Regions from separate parts of the Mus musculus genome. Here region 1 is linked to region 2. Evidence: chromatin contacts called from public HiChIP or PLAC-seq data. All regions are on one chromosome and are shown on one strand. Each heading gives the region's core, a stretch centred on a gene start, on an enhancer-like site or on the middle of the called end of the contact. The rest is flanking DNA. Distances are from core to core; before and after follow the strand shown. Region 1 holds the start of Hdac7 (histone deacetylase 7). Region 2 holds the start of Tmem106c (transmembrane protein 106C).

What was found. HiChIP or PLAC-seq counts read pairs in DNA pulled down with a chosen protein or histone mark.
Region 1: a contact with region 2 is called in an H3K4me3 HiChIP or PLAC-seq map of embryonic stem cells, with 25 read pairs. The contact joins the promoter of Hdac7 here to the promoter of Tmem106c in region 2. A contact is called at or near these places in 14 of 39 promoter capture datasets (the 3T3-L1 cell line, the HPC-7 cell line, HPC-7-derived erythroid cells and 10 more), 4 of 15 datasets of contacts at CTCF or cohesin (CD8 T cells, the NIH/3T3 cell line and embryonic stem cells), 23 of 484 Hi-C or Micro-C datasets (the C2C12 cell line, CD4 T cells, CD8 T cells and 16 more), 20 of 115 datasets of contacts at active chromatin or transcription factors (CD8 T cells, the HPC-7 cell line, the SCID.adh cell line and 15 more) and 3 of 9 other capture datasets (adipose tissue, liver and pancreatic islet).

The regions. Positions count from the first base shown.
Region 1 is chr15:97,829,809-97,836,083 of GRCm38.p6, reverse strand. It overlaps Hdac7 (histone deacetylase 7), which reads left to right and starts at 4,589. Exons shown (of 25, transcript NM_001378971.1): 1 at 4,589-4,725. The coding sequence starts at 4,707. It overlaps Gm33636 (a long non-coding RNA gene), which reads right to left and starts at 5,398. Exons shown (of 4, transcript XR_001781759.2): 1 at 4,779-5,398.
Region 2 is chr15:97,961,518-97,968,193 of GRCm38.p6, reverse strand. Tmem106c (transmembrane protein 106C) reads right to left here and starts at 3,965. Exons shown (of 8, transcript NM_001252153.1): 1 at 3,859-3,965; 2 at 3,164-3,354; 3 at 1,884-1,947; 4 at 1,098-1,257; 5 at 867-1,007; 6 at 68-117. The coding sequence starts at 3,344.

The sequences.
Region 1 (6,275 bases), core at 3,340-5,839, 130 kb after region 2:
GAGCAGCACGGGGTGCACAGGCTTTTATTTATTTATTTATTTATTTATTTATTTATTTATTTATTTGTGTGTGTGTGTGTGTGTGTGTGTGTGTGTGTGTGTGTGTGTGTGTGTGTGTTTGTATAGAGAACTATAGAACTCCCTGAACCTGGAGTTACAGGCAGTTATGAGCCACCTGAGTGGATTCTGGGAGCTGAACTCAAGCTCTCTGCAGGGACCCCGAGCACTCTTAACTACTGAACCATCTCTTTGGTCTCTTTTTTTATTTTATTTTATTTTGTATGTATGCGCAAGTGCATGCATATGTGCGTTGTGGTGTGTGTGTGTGGTGTGTGTGTGTGTGTGTGTGTGTGTGTCTGTGCACATTAGCACGCGCATGCATGTGCAAGCACGCGCGCTCACACACACACACACACACACAAATACACACGCATACATGTCTGGTATTTGGATGTGTGTAGGTGCATATGTGTACAGGTTTATACATCGGCAGGTGCATGGAGAGGCCTGAAGGTAGCACGGTGTCTTCCTTAATGGATCTGCTCTTCGCTTCTGTTTATTGAGGCAGGGTCTTTTGTTGAACCTGGAGCTAGCTAGCCAGCTCGATGACCACCTTCCTCCGAGAGAGTCCCGACTCTGCCTCCAGAATGCTAGGATTACAGGCAGCTGCCACACCTGTCAGCTTTTCTATGGGTTGTGGGGATTCGAACTCTCCTCCTCACGCCTGCACATCAAGCTGTCCACTGAACCTGGTTCCATCTCTTAGGCCTGCTTCTTCTACTTGTTATTTCTAGTCCCAGGAAACCCTTTATTTGAAGTTGAAGACTTAACCTACCCTGTTAATCTGAAAGTCAAAAAGCAGTTAGGACTTGATCCTGGATTCAACCTAATTCCATGCAATGCTGCTGCCTGCGGACTGGGTGGGTGGGTGTGGGGCTGGGGAGTGAGCACACCCTGGCTGGCTTTGTGAGGCATGTGGGAGAGTAAGTGCAGGTTGGGGTAGCTGCAGTCAGCACCTGTAGAAGGCTCGCACAGGTTTGGTTGCTAGTGCCTTGACACTCAGGTTACTTCTCTGCAACTTTGAGTCTCGGTCTTAAGTGGGCTCCCAACAGCATTTGTTGAATGAGCAGATGGCTTCTAAGTTGTTGAGCAACTTTGGTCGGGTTTCTTCACCTTTATGGGCCATACTCGATTTATGAGCATAACAAGGATAATTAAGACTAAGAGATGGCAGGTGTGTGTGTGTGTGTGTGTGTGTGTGTGTGTGTGTAGCAGCTGGAGAGATGGCTCAGTGGCTAAGAACACTTGTTGCTCTTGCAGAGAACCGGGGTTCAGTAACTAATATCCACATAAAAGCTCACAACCATGGGTAGATTAACTACAGTTCCAGTGGATCTGACAAACCTTCCTGGTTCCAGGCGGGCAGACAACCTCTACTGTCCTCTTTGACCACCATATATGCATACGTGCTTGCAGACCAAATACTCGTATGCATAATATAAAACTAAACAAATCTTCAAAACATAGAAGAAGAATTAATGACCTGATACTTGCCCAAAGGCCAGAGTGGGACTCTTTGTAAACACTTGGTAAAAGGTAGCCCACCAAGGCAAGAAGAGAAGAAAGGGGAAAGAAAAGGATGTGGAGGCCTTAAGTGGACAGAAAACAGAAAGGGGTATGCAGGCTTTTTGTTGTCCAGTGACCCCCAGGGAGAGCTTTGAACAACTCATGGCAGATCCTACAGGACCAGTCCCTCCACGAATACACCCCCCCCCCCCCCTGACAGAGTTTCTCTATGTAGCCCTGGCTGTCCTGGAACTAGCTCTGTAGACCAGGCTAATAATGAACTCATGGAGTCCCACCTGCCTCTGCCTCTACCTCTGCCTGTCTGCCTGTCTGCCTGTCTGCCTGTCTGCCTGTCTGCCTGTCTGCCTGTCTCTTATACCTGGTATTCAGCTGAGCAGGCTGTGAGAAGTCTGGATGCAAGGGCTCTTGAGAAATTGCCCGTGGTAGCCATCATAGCAAGGAGGTAGCTTGGATTTTTCTGTCGTATATCTATCTCTAGAGGTCCCAGGAGGCTAACATGTGCCACCAGGGAACATGGAACTTAGCATTGGCTTGGGAATCCATTGTGAGGCAGGGGATATTGGAGTCATAGGTAACTCTGGCAGCATCCCAGAAACATCTGGCTCAGCACCCCAGAAACATACCGCAAGTGCTGGTCTCCTCTCTGCCTACATTTTGCAGGCAGTGAGTCCTGATGTGAACCGAAAGCCACAGGTGACCATTGTGAGCATAGACGGGTGGTGAGCATAGATGGGTGGCCACACATCTTTATCCCAATCACTCAGAAGTCAGTGGTTAGACTGAAGAGAAGAGGTAGCTTCAGGAGCAGATGCACGGATGCTGCGCCAGTAGAAATTAACGAACAAGAAATTCAGCACAGAAACAGCTTTAGGAAAGGAAGATGTGGGGGCAATGTACGGTTACAGGAGGAGAGAGATAACAAGAGAGATTGGGGGTCCTCTGTACACAGGTTTCTTTTTTCCCCTGAAGTCTGTAACCCTCACGGAAGTCGTTGGAAGTAGAGTGCTCTGGTTTGGAAAGACAGCTCAGTGGATGAGGAAGTGTCTAGCAGAGCCAGAATGGACAACTTCCGACAGAGGGTCTATTAGAGATGTCTAGCTGGAGGGAGATCTTGGAAGGTCATGAATATTCATGAGTCAATGAAGAACTCGGAAGCCACGCTGAGGCAGTGCTTCCAAGCTAGGTACCTTGAACACTTGTGATAAAGAAGAGATTCAGACTCATAGACTAGACAGCTGAGGGTCAGTGCGGCTGGGAGAAAATCAGTGCTGGGGTGGAGTCCTTCAAGGGAAAGAAAATCCTTCCGGCTGAGGCTACAGAAATCGTGAAACATTTCAGAGGAGATGAAGGGATTTCAACAACAGAAGGGAGAAAGGTAGAGCGGCATTTACTCTGTAGGGAGTGTCTTAGGCCAAGGCAAGGAAGTGGGTAAGTATGGGGACATGAACAGCTAGCTGACAGGGCTGGCTGTGGTAGTAATAACGGTAACTACCTCTGAGCAAAGTACCAGGAGACACTGGGCAGGGATGTGTGTGGTGCCACATTGCAAGAGGCCATGGATGCTAGGGCAAGGTTGTAGTACCCATTAACAGGTACAGAGGAGTTACACTTAGCAGCTGAACAAGGGCACATGAGTCTAGACCTGTGTGTGACCTAGCAACATGGCCAACGTCCCTCTAGGCCACTCAAGACTCTGGCTTCCAAGATATCACATCTCTAGGTCTGCCTCATTTTCCCCTTCTAAAGGTTCTTGGAGTTCCGAGGACTCAGAGAGTAGATTGGGACCAGAAGGAAGCTGCCTTTCAGTGGCGGGCACCTCAAGGGCAGGGGAGCATAGTGTTCCTGGTGAATGACCGCTCTCCCTTCCCAGTTTTCTGACCTGCCAAATTGCTGGAGGCAACAGGACTGACAGGCCAAGCCAGGAAACTCAGTGGGAAGGTCCTCGGCCCCTGACCCTTGAATCTGACCTCCTCCCGTCTAAGATGGGGGAGAGGCAGGGAGGGCTTCAGTGCAAAGCCAGTCCTCAGCTGAGTTTATTAGCTGAGGGAGGGCTGGAGGCGGCTGCATTCCGACTCACAGACTGGAACATTTCTGTGATCCGCTGTAATGCACTGGGGGACACTGGGCACATTGCTGAAGTTTGACTCATAGGGTCCAGGAGTGGGGGGGCAAAGGAGGGTCATTGTGGAGGGAGAGGAATGGAAGAGGAAGAGGAGAGGATGGAAGGAAATCCCTTGAGAAAAATTTTTTTTAAGTTTCGAAAACTGCACCACCCCCCATCCCCTTTTTTTTTTCTTTTAATAGGAACAGACTGGACCCTTCTGCTCCCCTCAGCAGACAGTGGGGGCGGGGGGTGCCACTGGGGTTGGACTGGCAGTGGTTCAAATCAGATCCTGAAGTGTTCCTGAGGAGAGTCGTGTGTGTGTGTGTGTGTGTGTGTGTGTGTGTGTGTGTGGTGTGTGTGTGTTAGGATGGGGCAGGGGTGTCCGTCTGGGATTCCTTGCTCGAGACTCCAAGCGTGCCCTGCTCTCCCTGTGTGTAGCGCTGCCCTCGTTGACTTAAGTGTGTAGATGTGTGCACAGGAGTCCTTCCCCGAAGCGTAAAGCACCCTGGCTTGTGTAAACATGGATGCACGCCCGTGTACGCTGTGTATGCACGGGTGCGTGCACTCAGGTATCTGGGTTTCCGGGAATTGTGCGCGGGGCGCAGCGCCGCGCGGCGGCTGGGGCTTCCGCGGCCGCGCGCGGGTCCGGCCGCGTCCCGCGTTCCGGGTTCGGCGCTGCCTCCCGGGCGGTGAGCCGCGCCCCGCCGCGATCGGTGTCTGCCGCCAGGCTGTGTGCTGCTGAGCGAAGCCCGGGTGGTGTGTCCCAGGGCCGCCAGCGCCGGCCCCCTCCCTCCCCTCCCCCTTGGCCCGCTCTCAGACTCAGATAAAGCATTTCCTTCCATTGTCATCCTACCCGGCCGGCCAGGCTGCCAGGGCCCTCCCCCTCCCGGCCCCCTCCCTTCCTCTCGCCGTCTCACAGTCGCTCTGCAGCCTCCGGCGACCGGGGGGATGTGAGGCCGGCGCCCCGGCCCCCCGCCCGCCATGAGCCCCCGGCTCTGAGGGCCCCGGCCCCTGGATGCACAGCCCCGGCGCGGGTGAGTACCGGGCGGCCACCCCCTCCCCGTCCGCCCCGCCCTGCGCGCGGCACCCTGCGCTGCTCGCCCCGGCTCCCGCTCCGGCTGCGGCTGGGTCTCCGGCCGGTCCGGCTGGCCGGGTCCTCCGCGCGCCCTGGACCGCGCCCGCTCGCCCGGGCTCTGGCCCGCTCGCTGCCCCGGCTGGTTCCGGGGCCGAAGGGCTCCGGCCTCCTGCGGGGCGCCCACATCCGCCCGCTCCCGGGCAGCGACAGGCCCCGGGGAGGCAGTGGGAGGCCCGGGGCCGCCTGTGCAAGGGCCGGGCGTCCCGTCACCCTCCTCCCCGGGATCCGGGAGGCACGGCCGGCCGCCGAGGCCCGGGAGGGGGCGGTGCTCCGGGACCAAAGGTTTGGAAGCGGGAGGGCAAAGGCTAGGACCCACTGAACTGGCGCAGAACTTGCAGGGCTGGACATCAGCGCCCCTGTCTTGTAGAACTGGGCAGGGCCCTACTCAGATCCTGTAGCTGAGGGAAACGTCCCCTGGAGGGGTACTGGGCTGGGAGATTTCTCTGAGCATCACCCCTTATCCTTGATCACCCATCATAGAGAGACAGACACTGTGTTCAGCCTAGCAGTGAGGACAGTTAAAGGCGTGGGGAAGTGGGGGCCGCAGGCTGAGTACTGAGAGAGGTAGGGAGGTGGGGAGCTGGATCTAGCCCCCCCACCCCCACCCACCCCCAGTCTGATAGTACTGAGAAGTATGAGAACCCGGGCAAATCTGGCAACTGAACTGTCTTTTCGCCACTGCGATTTCTCCGCCAATTGAGTTGGAAGAAAAACCTAAGTCCTGCATGCAGGTCGCTTAATGAGTCCCACTTATTTCTCACTGGCTGCCGGTTTGGGGCCGACTTAGGGCTGACCATTGGTTCCCTGAACTATCCTTGCTGGCTGTCCAGCACTCCCCCAAAGCATCCTGCATCATCTGGCGGGGTTGGCTTGCTGCTAAGTATCCCTTCCCACATCCCAACGCAGCATCTGCTTGAGGCCCAGTTCTGCCTGCCAAAGTTTCAGGGTGATAATAGGACATTGGCCCTCGGTGGCCCTGGAGGGAGTGCAACATCTGGAATCAGGAGCTAGTCCTCCAGACTTTTACCTAGATTTGCTCAAATTCCATTGCAGACTGTCACTTTGGTTGGTTTCTATCCTCTAACTTGTACTTAGGTGACCCATTTCTTCCCAAGAGGACCCCCATGGGCTGCGGTCGTGCCTCCCCTCTGTGCCAACCTTCCGAGCCTCTTCTCCATCCGCCGCAAATCATCCTTCACTCTTAACCTCCTTGCTCTCTGCAGCCTCACGTCTCCCCTCAGTAACTAAGTACTTTTCTTCTTTACAGTGATTCCTGGGGGGGAAATGAGGCACAAAGCAGTTCCAGTGTATGGTACCCAGATAACTGAGATTGGACCAAGTCCTGAACCCAATGGGGCTGAGGCTTGTGTCTCTGTCTTTAGTTTTATGATGTCCTTTCCAAGCTAGACCCTCAGAGCTGTGCGTTGGAAAAGCTAGGTACAGGGTGCA
Region 2 (6,676 bases), core at 2,716-5,215:
CAGTCAATCAAGGAGGACTCTGACTCTCTCCAGGCAGATAGTGTACTAGAGAGAACTCTGTCCTTACTACACATAGGAAGACGGTCCTCCCACCTCAGCCTTCACGGTAAAATTCACCTGAAAATAAAACAAGACCCGCGTCAGCCTATGACAGGCAAGCTTCTCACAACAGCATTAATGGGATCAACCCACAGGTGCTGGGCCACTCTTCCATCACATACAAAGCATCCTCGGAGCTTGAAATGAAAACCTTGGGGCCCTTCCCCTAGGGGCCTCAGGCTTTAGGCTATAGTCCCACCTCCTCTTGATTTGGTGACTCTCTTTCTCTCATCAATTCTTTCACTGTCCAAGTATGTTAGCCAATTCTGTCCCTTCCCAACTGTCCATCATTACAGGTCTTCGGTGGGCAGAAGAGAGGAATGGGATGGAACCTCAGCATCCATCCCCACAGCATCCCCACAGCATCCCCACAGCATCCCCACAGCATCCCCACAGCATCCTCACAGCATCCCCACAGCATCCTCACAGCATCCCCACAGCATCCCCACAGCATCCCCACAGCATCCCCACAGCATCCTCACAGCATCCTCACAGCATCCTCACAGCATCCTCACAGCATCCCCACAGCATCCTCACAGCATCCCCACAGCATCCCCACAGCATCCCCACAGCATCCCCACAGCATCCCCACAGCATCCTCACAGCATCCTCACAGCATCCTCACAGCATCCTCACAGCATCCTCACAGCATCCTCACAGCATCCCCACAGCATCCCCACAGCATCCCCACAGCATCCTCACAGCATCCTCACAGCACCTGCTCTCTTCCTTAGCCCGTGGGCAGAGGCCCATCAACAACGACATACCAGGTGCTCACTCCTAGGGGCAATGAGTGAGACATTCGTGGTTGTGTACGAGCCGACCACAGCCTTCATGTACTGGACCTGGCTGAACAGGTTGGTGACCGCCACAGGATAGAAGTTGGAGTTCCTGATCTTCAGGGTGGCCTAGGAAGGGCAAGGGAGGAAGCGCCAGGTAAGTGTCCCGGTCTAAGGCTGGCAAGTGCGCAGGCCAGGAAGCGAGGCCGTTCATCTTACCGTGACATCAAGGACCACAAGGGAGTCCTGTTCATTAAACGTGACTTTTGTCACTTTGATGCCGTTATCGTCCACGAGGACCGAGTGTGGAAACAGAAAGAAGAACACCAGGCCAGATGCCAGGAGACACAGCAGGACCGACAGGAGGACATACTGTTTTCTGCAAACGACAGCACAGGGTCACCGTGGTCGGTCAGATACCAGATACGGGAGCCTAAATGGTCCTGATTGACACAATACTGATGCAGTGAAAGGAAGCGAACAGAATCAGGAAGCACAGACTGGGCACAGAGCAATGGGGCAAGAAAAGGCCCTTCAGCCCTTCTGAGCACCATTCGCCCTCCAAAGAGAAACCGGTGCTTTTATCTCCTAAACACCGCTCATCTCCCAGGACGGCCTCTTTCCCCAACCCCTTCCTTTCAGTTGACCCTTAAGATGTTTCTAGCTTCACATTTCTTTGCCCAGACTGTAACACGAGACAGAGACATTTCACTTAAGCAAAAGTTCTAGGGGAAATGGGGAGGACTAGGCTATCGTTCAGTGGAAGAGTGCTTGTCTAGTAAGTGAGAGGGCCTGGGTTCAAGCCTTAGTATCACAATAAATAAATAAATAAATAAATAAATAAATAAATAATGAGGTAATAATCATAAATTAGTGGATAAAGAAAATAAGGAAACAGGGCAGATATAAGAACAGACATCTTTCTCAAAGATTACTTGGTGTTCTTTCATAGAGAGGAGTTGGGAACAGAAGAAGGTATTGGCAGATGAGAGCCAGCCAACTCACGTTCTCTGAGGACGCAGCCTCTGGTCACTGTGGGGGATCAAAGCCACCAACTCATTGACTTGCTCTAGAAAAGCAGCAAACACAGACTCATTCTGTAAACCCCAGGTATGAGTGGCCCTTCCTCTTCTTGTCACATTTCGCCGTCAACTGGCACAGCTGAGATTCAGCTGGGCTTAGACACTAAAACGTACACTTTTGGTTGGATGAAGGAACGGGTAAATGTAGAGACAGGATAAGAAAAGCTGGAGGGGAAGAAACAGATTAGCCTAAGGAGAACGCCACAAACTGTAAAACTTCTACCAGCACCGTAGGGCTGCGGCACTGAGGCTGGGGGGCTCTTGCCTTCGCTGTCTTTGACGAAGTCTCGGAACATCTCAAAGCCATTGTCACTTTTCACTTGGAGCTTTGTGTGGTTTGTAAGGTTCTTAAAAGCTCTAATCTCTGTGACTCCCCCAACACCTAGGGTCAACTTAGTGGCAGCTGTTGCTACAGATAATCCAGGCCCCACTCCTGAGCCGACTGTCACTCCCCACCCCCTGGTATTCTGCTGACCCCTGGCTACTGCTCATGGTGCCTTTGTTTGTAAAGGATCTGCTAGAATATCTCCTTCACAATGCTGTGGCCATCCTTATGAGCAAGAACGATAGAGAAACATCCTTGTCAACAGATCCCACAGCAGAGAAATAAACATTCCAAACCAGAGAGGGGCTGGGAACCCGGAGTGGCCTAGGAAGATGTCTCAGTGGATACAGACGGGATTAGGTCGGCCCACGGGGCGTGTCTGTGAGTGATTTTCTTAACTGGGTTTACTGAAATGTGAAGACCCTCCCTAAATGTGGGTGGCACCCATTTCATAGGCTGTATCTCTGAATGAATAGGGAAGGGGAAACCAGGTACGAGCACTCCTCGCTCGCTGTTTGCTGTGACTATAAGGTGACATAAGCGATTTCAAATTGCTGCTGTTGTATAACTTGTCCTCAGTGATGGAGCTGTGACCTGGAGCTGTGAATCAGAATAAACCTTCATCCCCTAAATTGCCATTGTCAGAGTATTTTATCAGAGCAACCAGAAAAGAAACTAAGGCATTAATAAAGGAGTAGAAATGAAGAAGAGAAAGGGTTCCGAGTGTAAGATTTAAAAAAAACAAAAAACAAAAAACCTGGAGTCTGTCCATTTATCAGGGCAGCGGAGCTGGCTACAATTCAGGGCGGGCTATGACTATGGAGGGCTGGCTGGAGCAGATGCCAGAGTGCTTTCCGTGTGATGGCCGATGGTCTCACCTGCTGGGATGTAGCCTGCTCCTTGGCAGGTGTGACAGGTGATGCTATTTCTCCCAGTGAACTCCACATAGGGGAACTGAGCGATGGCTTCCTCCTGATCTCTATCAGCCAGCAAGTCCTCCGGGTTGTCATCCTTCTTTCGCTGACAAAATGTGAGGGCAGAGGAGTGCTGAGACCCCATGTGTCATCTCCTATATGGGGAGGGGGGTGGTGAGCGCGTGTTAGTGTCCATGTGGGGCCGCTCTAGAGGTAAAAAAAAATCACTTCTGCATAAAGTGCAAAATACTGAGCAAGAGGCTGTTGTTCTAAGTGTGTGCCTGTGTGCGCAACACTGGCAGTTCCTACTGCGGCCTTCCTTTTGCAGCAGTGTCCCGTGTCGTGTCTGGCCTCCCCTCCCCCTGGAATAGGACGGCCCTCGCTGGATTAGGCTCTCTGCCCGGAAGACCCCATCTCCCCTCCTGCTCCCCCACCCCACCCCGCCGCTTCCTCCCCTCTGTTTGCAAACTCAAAAGGCAAACAGGCTGCACCTCGGGCACACAAACAACAGGCACCAGATTAATTAAAGGCCTCAGCGATCCCCATTCTCCTCCACTCCCAGCCGAGGAGGCGGGCTCAGGTCACGCCCCCGCACAAAAAAAGCCACGTTCCGAACGCGTTCAGGCCTCCGAGGCTCGGGAACGCGGGCGCCCCCGGACCTGTGGCGCACCAACTGCTGGCAGTTACTCCCGGGACCACTCCTCCCTCCACCTGCCCGCTCCAGCGAGTCCTCGGCGCGCCTCCGCCCGTGCGCACGCGCAGAACCGCAAGCCCGCCCGAGGACCCGGGCGAGCGCGAGCGCCTGCGCCTGCGCCCTGAGCTCCAGCGCGTCCCTCCTGCCGCGCAGCGGCAGCGCACCTACCCACCGGTAGGGGGCGACAGAGAACCGCGGAGGTGCTCGGAGACAGAACGTCGCTCCTCTATACCCCCAGATCTGAGCTTCCGGATCAGAGCGCTTCTGTGTGAGAGGAGGACGGCCAAAGCCATTCTCTCCGCACAGGGACACGGGGCATAAAGAAACCCAAAACCCAGAACCTGTACTAGGTCCCGGCAGAGGATCTGAATGCCTAAAGAGCTTATGGAGAACCACTGTGACAAGGGGCCTGATTGGAGGCAACTTCCATCGGAGTCCTGCTGGCTAGTCAAAAGAATGAAACCCAAAGCTAAGTTTTGCAAGGTGATCCTATTTCAGGACCACTATCCACAAAAAACGTGGGATGGGCATAAAGGGTTTGAGAGCTCCTCCGAAAGCTAAAGTGCCACAGAAGCGAAATGAAACTGGCGAAGAGGGCTAAAGAGCCCTGTGTGATGGTGCACGGGGCTTCCAGCATCTGAGAGACAGCAGGATCGCCACAAATTCAAATTAGCCTAGAACGTGAGTTTGAGGCCAGCCAGCAAAGTGAGACCCTGTTTTAAGAACAGCAAGAGAAGATTTATTTTATTTAAATGACGACCCTGTAGCCGTCTTCAGACACTCCAGAAGAGGGCATCAGATCTCATTACAGACGGTTGTGAGCCGCCATGTGGTTGCTTGGAATTGAACTGAGGACCTCTGGAAGAGCAGTTAATGATCTTAACAGCTGAGCCATCCCTCCAGCCCTACTTCTATGTCTCTTACTTAAATAAATCTGATGATATTGGGAGAAATAAAGGCTAAGCTAAAAACATATTGTTTGGTTGCAGTTAATGAACTCTGGTGATACTGTTCTGCCCAGTTTGGGGGAAGGTTGTAGATTTTTTTCTAGTAAAAATTCTGTGTCTCCTTAAAGTAGATAGAGACTCAGCTGATCCTCTCACTCTTCCTGTCTGGACTGTGAGCTTGGTATTAGAGATTAAAGTAGCTGTGTTGTGACCAAGAGGCCATGAGGAACTCTGGACAGAAGGATAAAAGAAATCAGGTCCCTGATAGAATTCTGATCTTCCTAGATTTCATGTTCTCACAGTGGGACACAATCCTAATAAATATAGACACAGCGCAAATAAAGAGGAAAGCTTGGTCTGTTAGTTGGTCTTGGTTTTGGAGTTTTTGTTTGGATGGTTTGATTTGGTTGTTTTTTGTTTATTTGTTTTTTTCATAATTTTTTGTATTATTTAAATGCACTTTATACATCAAACATATTAATATTATGGAGTATTTTGAGAATCAAATAATACATAAAATTTTGTTCAACTTTTATATTCATATCCTAAAAATATCATTAATGAATATTTAATACTATCCATAACTGAGGATCCTATATCTAACATTGAATACTAAATTGTTTCAAAACATACAAAATATTCTATTGTAATTAAGCATAGTAAAAGAGCATAAAATATTAAAAATGAATCATTAAGGAATATATTCAAAAGCCCTTATATGATAGCACCTGACATAGTGAGAGAGTATTTAAAATGCATTATATATCTGTGAACATTGTCTAACAATCAGTTTACTTTAAAAAGATTATCAGTGTTTCTAAGAGAGAAATTACTTTATCAGTAAGTATATTTTAAAAATTTCAAAATAGCAAAAACTTTTTGAAGTGAAACATTAAGAAAATGCTAAGTTCTAGCATAGAGAGAAAAATTATCAATAATATTTCCATGATGTTTGTAGAACATGATTTTACTATTTTCAACTGTTAATATTCAACAAACTGTAATTATTTTAAGATATACTTTGTTATGTCTCCCTTTTCATTTCTGATTTTATTAATTTGGATACTTTCTCTTTGCCCTCTGGTTAGTCTGGTTAAGGAAGGGTTTACGTATCTTTTTGATTTTCTTAAAGAACCAGCTGATGGTTTTGTTGATTCTTTGTATGGTTCTTTTTGTTTCTATTTGTTTGATTTCAGTCCTGAGTTTGATTATTTCCTGCCGTCTACTCCTTTTGGGTGAATTTGCTTGTTTTTGTTCTAGAGCTTTCAGGTGTGCTGCCAAGCTGCTAGTGTAAGCTCTCTCCAGTTTTCTTTTAGAGGCACTTAGAACTATGAATTTTCCTCTTACCACTGCTTTCTTTACATAAGTTTACATAAGTGTTACATAAGTTTTGGTATGATGTGTCTTCATTTTCATTAAATTCTAAAAAGCCTTTAATTTCTTTCTTTATTTCTTCCTTGAACAAGTTATCGTTGAGTAGAACATTGTTCGGCTTCCATGTGTGTGTGTGTGTGCTTTCTGTTGTTTTTGTTGGCATCTAAGAGAGCCTTAGTCCATGGTGATATTATAGGGTACATGGGATTATTTTAGTCTTCTTGTATCTGTCAAGGCCTGTTCTGTGGCTAATTATATGGACACTTTTGGTGAAGGTACCGTGAGGTGCTGAGAAGAAGGTATATTCTTTTTGCTTTAGGATGAAATGTTCTATAAATGCCTGTTAGATCCATTTGGTTCATAACTTCTGTTAGCTTCACCGTGTCTCTGTTTAGTTTCTGTTTCCATGATCTGTCCATTGCTGAGAGTGGGGTGTTGAGGTTTCCCACTATTATTGTCTGG